2 separate regions of the Ovis aries genome follow, and region 2 is linked to region 1. Evidence: chromatin contacts called from public Hi-C data. All regions are on one chromosome and are shown on one strand. The core of a region is the stretch at or near the end of the contact, and the rest is flanking DNA. Distances in the headings are between cores, read along the strand shown. Region 1 holds the start of ZFTA (zinc finger translocation associated). Region 2 holds the start of NAA40 (N-alpha-acetyltransferase 40, NatD catalytic subunit).

Region 1 (4,481 bases), core at 944-3,443:
CTCAGGCAAAGCTTTCTGAATAAGTGGATAAGCAAATGAACGAATGGCCTTGAGTGAGACTCTATAGACTCTGAGCCTCCATTTCTTCATCGTCTTCGTGGATGGCTGTGAGGATTAAATGTGGGTGGAAGATGGCTTGGAACCATGGACTTGGAGCTGGTCCTGAAGCTATGCTCACAAATGGGAGCAAGGAGAGGAGCCAGAGGTTGTTAAAAATGCCTCTAGGTGGTGTCCATACGTTTTTGTTGATAACAAATAAGATTATCCTATTTATACTCGGAGAAAAAGAACCAGGACATTTACCAAAAGCGTATCATAGTGGTCAGCCTTGAGCATGGGTTATCTTCCTAATTTAAAAAAAAAAAAAAAATACTTGGAGGACTTCCCTCCTGGTCCAGTGGCTCAGACTCTGTGCTCCCAATGCAACGGATGGGGGTTCTATCCCTGGTCGAGGAACTAGATCCCACATGCTGCAACCAAGACCTGGCACAGTCAAATAAATAAAAATATTTACCTTTTAAAAAATATAAAATAAAAACCATACTTAGGAAAAGGTGAAGGCCAGGTCCATGTCTTATTTCACCTTTGTGTCCCTGGCCTGGCAGAGGTAAAGAACGCATGAATGAGGGAATCCCCCATCACATGGCCCCATCTGGCACTGCATTAGCATCAGGGCCCCTGCCCTCGTGTAAGTCAGGGAGCGCAGGAAGGCCAGCAGTGGACAGAATAGCCTGTCTCTCGCAGGTCATCATGGGGACTGAGGAAGAGATGGGACGTCTCCCGCCGTGACAGCCACCTTTTAGACACTACAGAAATTTTAGTTCCCAGCCCTTCTTCACATTCAGAAGACGGGCTTCCAGTGCTGAAAGTAATTTAGAATTTCCCATGGCTCCTCAAGGGGACTGTTTTCTTTTCATAAGCCGTGGGTGCTAAGTCAGTATCAGACTTGTGGGTCTTGCTCCCTGCTGTCTGCCCAGCGCCTAGGGGCACGCTGGCACACAGTAGGTGTGGAGTGAGCAAAGGAATGTGTGTCAAGCGTGACTTTAACGGATTGCTGGGCACATCCCCCCAAAAGAGAATAGAACCCACCTCGAGATAATAAGACCCTGCACGGCCTCCCGCACCCTGTAATTTGGATCTCTAGGAATCGCCTTTGTTGTGGGCGACCAACCACAGGCAAAGAAAGCACCTGCTCCTCCAGCCGGTCCTCGAGGAAGGACCCCGGGCTGCCGAGCCCCTGGCTGCTTTTCAGGGCCCCTTTCCTCCGCTTCCTGGGACCTGGGGGCTCCGAGGCATCCCGGGGCTCGCACGCAGGGTCAGCCCCAGCGCTTCCCAGCCGTGGTGGGGCGCGTCCCCAGGTGCCGACACCTCGCTCGTGGTCAGCGTTCTTTGCCTCCTCGTGCCGGCCAGAGGGTCCAGGGCCGCGTCTGCCACCCCCAGGCCTGCGAGGGTAGGAGCCAGAGACGACCGCGGCGCAACCCCTCTCTTCCCGGCTTCCATCCTGGGGCCCCCAACGCCCAGCGGCGTCGGGCCTCGGCGCGGCCGGCTCTCCTGCGCGCCCCCTCTCTTCGGCCTCGATCTCCGAGGCCGCGGTCCCCGCCCCGGCCAGCTCCGAGGGCGCTTGGCTCGTCCGCCCTCCAGGGCTGAAGCCTGAGCTCTCAGCGCTCCCCGGCGGCTCCCCCGGGAGGGGGCGCGGCCGCCCCCGCGGCTCCACCCTCTCCGCGGGGCCGCGGCCATCTGGGGCCCCTGCCATTCGTGTCCGCTGTGGGGCCCGCGCCGAGCTCGCGCGGGAGGCAGCCCCTGGCAGGGGCCCGGGCCTCCCCACCGGGCGACCCCCTCTGCCAGCGCGGGTGCGGGAAGCCGGCCGCTGACATGCCCCGAGGGGGCAGTGGCTGCGAGCCGAGCCTGGGTGGAAGCGCGTCGCAACGGACGCTGCGCCCCTGGCCACCTCGGTGACCCTCCAGAAGCCGGGACCCGAGCCCCGCAGGCGGCAGCGCGGGCCCGCGAGGACGGCGAGGTCCGTGCTCCTAACGTCCGCGGCGAGCGCCGGATACGGAGCCTCGGTCGGGCTCTTAGCCTCCCGACACTCCCCCCAGCCCCCCGCGAGCTGGCAGGAGGAAATAGCGCGCGGCCCCTTTAAATTTACCCAGGAGCCCTTAAAGGAGCCCCAGGGGCCCCAGACAGGAATCCCCACCCCGGTCCAGCCCGCGCCGCCGAGCGAGCAGCCTGCCGTCCGTGCTGCCGGCCGCCCTGTGCATGCGCCCCGCGCCCCGGGGCCCCGCGCACCGAGCGCCGCGCGCCGGCCGCCGCCGGCCCCGCGGCCCCGCGCCCTGCCGCCCCGGGGCCCCGCGCCGCAGCGCAGCGCATGGAGCCTGGCGGGGACCACCGGAGCCGGAGCGGCGGCGGCGGCGGCGGCGGCCCCGGGCCAGCAGCGGCCTCGGCACGGGGCCGATGGCTGCCGCCCGCCGGATCGAGCGGCAGCGCGGAACCCGAGGAGGACGACGGCGGTAAGAGCTGGCTGGGGCCGGCGGCTCGGGCGGGGGCCCCGGCGTGGGGGAGGGGAGGGCTGCGGCTCCGGGCTCCGGGCCCCTCTTCGCCGCCGAACAAAGCGGGGGACGCGGGCAGGGCGGGCGGGGGCGCCACCTGGCGGGCGCGGATTGTGGCTGCAGCGCCAGCGGCGGAGCCCCCCGCCCAGCTCCCGGGGTTGGCCTGCGGGGCTCGGGCGGATCCCCTCCCCCTTAAAGGGCCCCGCGGCCCCCGCCTCGGAGGCCGAGCTGGAGGGGCCCCAAAGGACCTGGCCTGGCGCCGCGGGGCTCGCGCTCTAGGCTGTTGGGACTTGCGTCCCCCGTCCCTTTCTCTTTCAGACTCCCAGGTGGTCTCCCTTAACCGGCTGTCTCTTAAAAAGTCTGCCCAGACCTTGGGTCCCTTTCCGGGGCTTCCCTCCAGAAGAACTGAGCTGGGGACTCCGCTGCTCTAAGTTGGGCTGTCTTCTCCTCTGGGGCCTCGCCTAGAGAAGGGCACCTTTTTTCTTTTTTCCCTATGTTCTCCCTGGAAGAGAGCATGGGTTGCGCCTCTTGGGGACCTATCAGTACCTTCCCCACGGGCGGGCAGTTTTTAAAGAGATGGGCTCGCCCACAGTGGCATTCACTTCCCTTGTATCCGCGCGTTACCCCTCCCATCTTTTCAGAAATTTTGCCACAATTTGTCAGCTATAGCGGGACCAGCCAGTCCTCCCCGTTTGCTCTCAAAGGAGGCTGTTTCTCTATGCGGGGTCAACGGCTTAAGAGCCCTGAAGCTTTCGTCCAGGCTCTGGAGCTTCACCCCTAATGCCAGAGCTCCCCTCCTAGAAATTCCCCATCCCCTTTTGTTTTTAAAGACTCCCAGCTCCTCCCCTTTTTTCGGCTCTTAAAGGGCCAGTCCACCTTAGACTAACAGATCCGGCGCTGGAAGGATGCTGAGAGACCCGCTAGCTATCCAGTGCCTTGGCAGACAAAGACACTCAGGCCCAGAGAGCGGACATCACCTACCAAAGGTCACAGAGCAAGCTACCAGTGAAGCCCGGAGTCAAACCCAGGTTTCTGACTCTGAAACTAGCGCTTTCTTTTTCTTCTATGTACTTAAAACCAAACAAAAACAGGGTGACAGGAGCCCCCTCTGATCCTGGCTTTTGTTTTCCATACGGTGAGATTCTCTACTGGGAGGGTGACCACACCTGTCTATTTAGCCTATTTGGCCAGGAGACCCTTTTCTAAATGAAATACGGTCCAAACTGTAGGGAAAGTGGGAGGGACTGCTCAGGGTCTCCGTTTGGCAAAAGGGGACACCACTGGGTTGGTGGCCTCTCCACTGCCTGCCCGCTGATTGCTGGGCAGTGGCCAGCTCCGGGCCAGAGTGAAAAATAAATCCCCAGAAAGACTTAATGGATTCCAGTGGGTGGTGGCCACTCCCTGCTGCAGTATCTTCAGTAGCGACTCTGGTGGCCCTCCTGCCAGCCCCTTCCAGTCATCAGCTCTCCCAGACTCTAGTCCTAAAAACTCCTTTCTCTGGAGGTGCTGACAGCTTTGTCATGGGGTTCCTTAATTTGGGGACCTGACAGTGCTTAGTACCCCTTAAAATGGGCCTCTTAGGAGGGTGTATTTGAGGCATTATTGCAGAAAGGGAAAAAGATCATCTTTGGGTGGGGCCCTCCGGGCTGGGGCCTCGGGCGGTGGGTCCTGTGTGCAGACAGATGCCCCCTTTGTTCTCTGGCCCGGCTGCCCGCTCTGCTCTGGCTATAACCGCTGCAGCAGGCTGCTGCCCTGGCTTTACCCGGACAGTGCTCATCCAGAAGGGGTGCCTTGCCGAACCTGCTGCCTCCTTGGCCTTCACGTTCGTTTTTTGAAAAAAATTAGAGCTGTGCCCTGCATTCTTTTGTTCCTGATCCTCTCTTAAAGGGGTCTCACTCTTTGTAAAGGACCAATGTTTTGACTCCCTGCTCTGCC
Region 2 (4,481 bases), core at 688-3,187, 160 kb before region 1:
GTTCTGCATCAGGGAGGAAAATTCAAATCTCTCTTTTGTAGTGAGCTTTAGGCCGGAAGAGACCAACCAGGTAGGGGCTGTTCTGAGAAACACATCTGTAACGTATGAGTAATAAGATTGGGGCCCTACAGAAAGCAGCAGGATCTCAGGATCTCTGAGGCCGGCTGTTTCAACTCAGCCAATGAGGAAGTGTTGAACCAGAATGGCATGTTATGCTTGCTGCTTTCTGCTCAGTCTGGAACGGCTGATGCTGGGCAGATTCACCAAATAATACCAGGGACACAAGATTTTATTCAGTTTCAACAGAAGATGGGGCCTGGGACCTTTCACTAAAATCTAGGTTAAAGATGCCTAAGGCCTCCAAACTTGATTTTCTACACATGAAGCACAGTGTCCCAAAGTCCTTGCTGAAACACAGTGAATAGGTTTTGACATGGATTACATAAAGTGCTCTGACATGGGTAAGACAACCATTTCTGTCTAACAAGTTGATTTATTCAGTCAATAACTATTTGAGTGGAGAGGATAAAAATCTAGGTCAATAACTGTAGGGACAAACCCAATGGGTTAAAAATAGCACAAATCTATTTTAGAAAACTGAAGGCTGAGAATACAGGGGAAAATAACAGCCCTTATTTAAGAGGCAGCCATGTGATTATTTACATTTACTATCTCATTTAATCCTCACATCTGTCTCAAAGGGAAGGTATCCTCATCACATCCATGAGGAAATTCAAATCCACAAAGGCCAGGTCACTGGCACAACATCATGCTGCCAGTAAAGGAAGATCAGGCTGGAACTGGAGTTTCTCTGGCTCCAAAGTGAAGACTCACTACAGGTGGTGGAAATTTCGTGTAAAAACTAAGATACGTGGTGCCAGGGAGGGCCAGTTACTTATTCAGGAGAGTGACCAGTGCTGCTCTAACTAGGACTTCAGGAAGGTGAACTCACAGAAACACGCGAGTAACTTCTGCCCAACCTTCTATCAGCGCATGCCCGGGAAAGGCATAAAACGCACCTCTAGACTGCCTTCTGCGGAACAGGTGGTCACTATCCATCCGGGGCTGGGGCCATCACCCGGGCCCTTCCACCGCCCCCTGCTCAGCTTCTGCACAGCTTCCCCATGCAAAACCACCTGCGGTGTGAATACCACTAGCAACCCAACTAATAAGACCCACTTGCGTGCATCTGGGAAGCCCCTGAAGGCAAGCCTCTGTCGATAAGGAAAAGAATGTTTCTGGAGCAAGAGGAACCTGGTGGAGACATTCGAAAGATCCTGGGGAAACCAGCTTCGCCGAGTAGCGGGAAGCGCTGAGGCCGGGGATTCGAGAGCCCTGAGTCAGGGTCTGGCCCCCAGTCACTGTCTGTGACCTTGGCTGGGTGCCTCGTTTCCTTTGGGCCTCGGTTCCCTCCGAGCCAGTGCAGGCCTAGGATATGGGAAGCCACGAAGCTAGTGACAGCCGGATGATGGGTGACCCCCGGGGGCGTAGGGGATACCCAGGGACTGCTCGGGGATGGGGGGTGGGCGCCAAGAAGATAACAGATCCTAGAGGAAGGCAGGGGCGGGCGCGACGCGAGAGACGGGGGGCACCGTAGGGGGTGGGGCCCGGAGAGGGGGCTCCCCAGGAGATTTCCAGGGCTGGGCCGGGCGTGGGGACACTTCGACTGAGGTAGTCGAGTCATGTGGGGGCTGGGAGGGGGGGTCACGTGAGGCCAGAGGGGGTCAGGGTCACGTGAGAGGGGGTTCAAGGAACAATGGGGGCGCAGGGGGGTGGCAAGGGGAACGGGGAGCCTTCCCAGCCCTGGCGTCTCCCCCCTCTGCCTCACTCACCCCCATGGCGACAACGGCGGCGGTGGGGCTCAGCTCCTCCTTCCCACACTTGCCGGCTGGGAGGCGGCGGTAGCGGCGACACTGGAGCGGCGGCGGGCCCTTACTGCGCATGCGCCTCGCGAGCTCCCCAGCGCGCCCCGGCGGGAACCGCGCCGGCGCAGAGCCCCGCGAAGGGACGGGCTGGGGTAAGGCGCGCAGGTGGAGAGCCTGGGAGGCGGGCCGAGGGTCTAGCACACCAGAAAGAGGCGGGAGGCTCGGAGCAAGCGTCGCGCTGGGAATGACGTGAGCCCGGGCCCGCCCCCTTCTCTCCAGGCTGTGTCTGTAACCATGGCAACGGCTTCACAGCCCGCGGGGCAGCGCGCTGCTGGACAGCCGGGTGGGTGGCAACGCTGCCCATGCGCTTGCCTGTGCGTTTCCTCCGCCTGACCCGGTCATCCGCTGAGCAGCCACCTTCCCAGCCGACCAAACGCGTCAAGACCTCTGAAATACCTGCCCCTCCTACAACCCGCGGGCATAGGAGAGGTGTTTGGAACATTTCCCACCTTCTAGATCGTGAACTCTTGAAATCCCTTTTCTAAGCAGAGTCATTCATCCATCTAACTTTTTTTTTCTTTTTAATTCATCTGTATATCTATCTTCTAAGCATTCATTCATCCTCCATTCATTCGCTCTCTCAATAAACACTGACTAGGACCATACCGGAGAAGGCAATGGCAACACACTGCAGTATCCTTACCTGGAAAATCCCATGGATGGAGGAGCCTGGTAGATTGCAGTCCATGGGGTCGCAAAGAGACGGACATGACTGAACAACTTCACTTTCACTTTTCATTTTCATGCATTGGAGAAGGAAATGGCAACCCACTCCAGTGTTCTTGCCTGGAGAATCCCAGGGATGGGGGAGCCTGGTGGGCTGCGGTCTATGGGGTCGAACAGAGTCGGACACGACTGAAGCGACTTAGCAGCAGCAGCAGCAGGACCATACCTGAGGGGGGCATGGCTACTCCCTCCAGTATTGCTGCCAGAGAATCTCCATGGACAGAGAACCCTGGCCGGCTATGGTCCATGGGGTCGCGAAGTATTGGACATGACTGAGCGACTAAGCACAGCACAGGGCTATACTTAACGCTATGTGGAGCCCAGGGGATGCAGAAAGAAACAACCTGCCGTCCCAGTCAAGAACTTACACTTCAGAGGGGAGGTGGGCATGTTTACTGGGGAGTGGAAGGTAATGTGAAATTGAGACATCCGGCGTCCTGGACTTCGTTCATTTCAGTCTATCCCAGCAGACCAGTGTGACCCCCGCTTGACCCGCATCACCGTCACCTGGGGAACCTGTGCACTGTGCAGGCCCTGGGGCCTACCCCAGAATCTCCAGGGCTGGAGCCAGAATATTTGCTTCTAAGAGCTCCCCAGATAGGGTCATACTCATGGAAATCAGAAAACCGCCACCCAAGACAAGCCTTATAGGCTTTGTCAGGTCTTACTCCCTGTCCTTCCCTCAGCACAGCACAGGGGTGGCCCCCAAACAGCCACTCAAGCAGCATTTGTTGAGTGCCCATCATGTGCTAGGCACTGTTGCAGGCAGCAAAGAAAACAACAAACAGAAAAGGCACTGCCCTCATAGAAACTGTATTCTAGAAGGAACAGGAAAATTATAAACGAAATGAGTGAACCAGTAACATACATATCATGTTGGATGATACATGTTATATGCAGGAAAACGAAACAGGGAAGACAGATGTGGAAAGTCAAAATTTGTTTTTATTTTGTTTAATATTTATTTATTTGGCTGCATCGGGTTTTAGCTGTGGTACACGGGATCTTTAGTCCTGACTTGCAAGATCTTTAGTTGCAGCATGTGAACGCTTAGTGGGGTCAATTTCGATGACCAGGGGTGGAACCTGAGCCCCCTGCATTGGGAGCACAGAATCTTAGCCAGTGGACCAGCAGAGAAGTCCCCAGGTTTATAGTTTTAACTAAAACGTTCGGAGAAGGCAAACAAGAAGTGACATTCGAGTCAAGATCTGAAGGAGGGGAGGCAGAAAGTCCAGAGGCCGTCTAGGGGAAGGGCATTCCAGGCTGGGGGTGCAGGTAGTCCAAAACTCCCCAGCAGGAGCACGATCGGAATGTTTGAGGAACTAACTACAAGCTGCACAGTGGACTGGAGCAAAGCGGGCCAGCGGGAGAAGGGTGGGAAGTGAAAATCAGACAAGTTAGAGGTGGATTCTTTAGGGCTTGTAGGGTTTTTTTTTTAAGATAATGTTATTTATTTCTTTACTTTGGGCTATGCTGAGCCTTTTCGATTCTCAGGCTGTCCTCTAGTCGTGGCAAGCGGGGGCTACTCTCCAGTTGCGGTGCGCGGGCTTCTCACAGCAGTGGCTTCTCTCGTTGCAGAACATAGGCTCGAGGCACGTGGGCTTCAGGGGTTGTGGTTTCCCGGCTCTAGGGCAAAGGCTCGGTAGTTGTGCTGCATGGGTTTAGTTCCCTGAAGCATGTGGGAGCTTCCCAGATCAGGGCTCAAACCTGTGTCTCCTGCATTGGCAGGCAGATAGATTCTTGACTACTTAGCTACTAGGGAAGCCCAGGCTTGTAGATTTTAAAACACTTTGGCTGGAATTAGAGTGAGCTATTAGAGAGTCTGGAAGG

Evidence for each region. Hi-C and Micro-C count contacts between places; a contact is called where the count stands out from the background.
Region 2: a Hi-C map of hypothalamus shows a contact between it and region 1, with 3 times the contacts expected there. The contact joins the promoter of NAA40 here to the promoter of ZFTA in region 1. A contact is called at or near these places in 6 of 16 Hi-C or Micro-C datasets (blood, hypothalamus, muscle and 2 more).

What each region holds. Positions count from the first base shown.
Region 1 is chr21:38,572,264-38,576,744 of ARS-UI_Ramb_v3.0, reverse strand. ZFTA (zinc finger translocation associated) reads left to right here and starts at 2,193. Exons shown (of 6, transcript XR_006057539.1): 1 at 2,193-2,507.
Region 2 is chr21:38,732,806-38,737,286 of ARS-UI_Ramb_v3.0, reverse strand. It overlaps NAA40 (N-alpha-acetyltransferase 40, NatD catalytic subunit), which reads right to left and starts at 1,937. Exons shown (of 8, transcript XM_042238335.1): 1 at 1,833-1,937. The coding sequence starts at 1,838.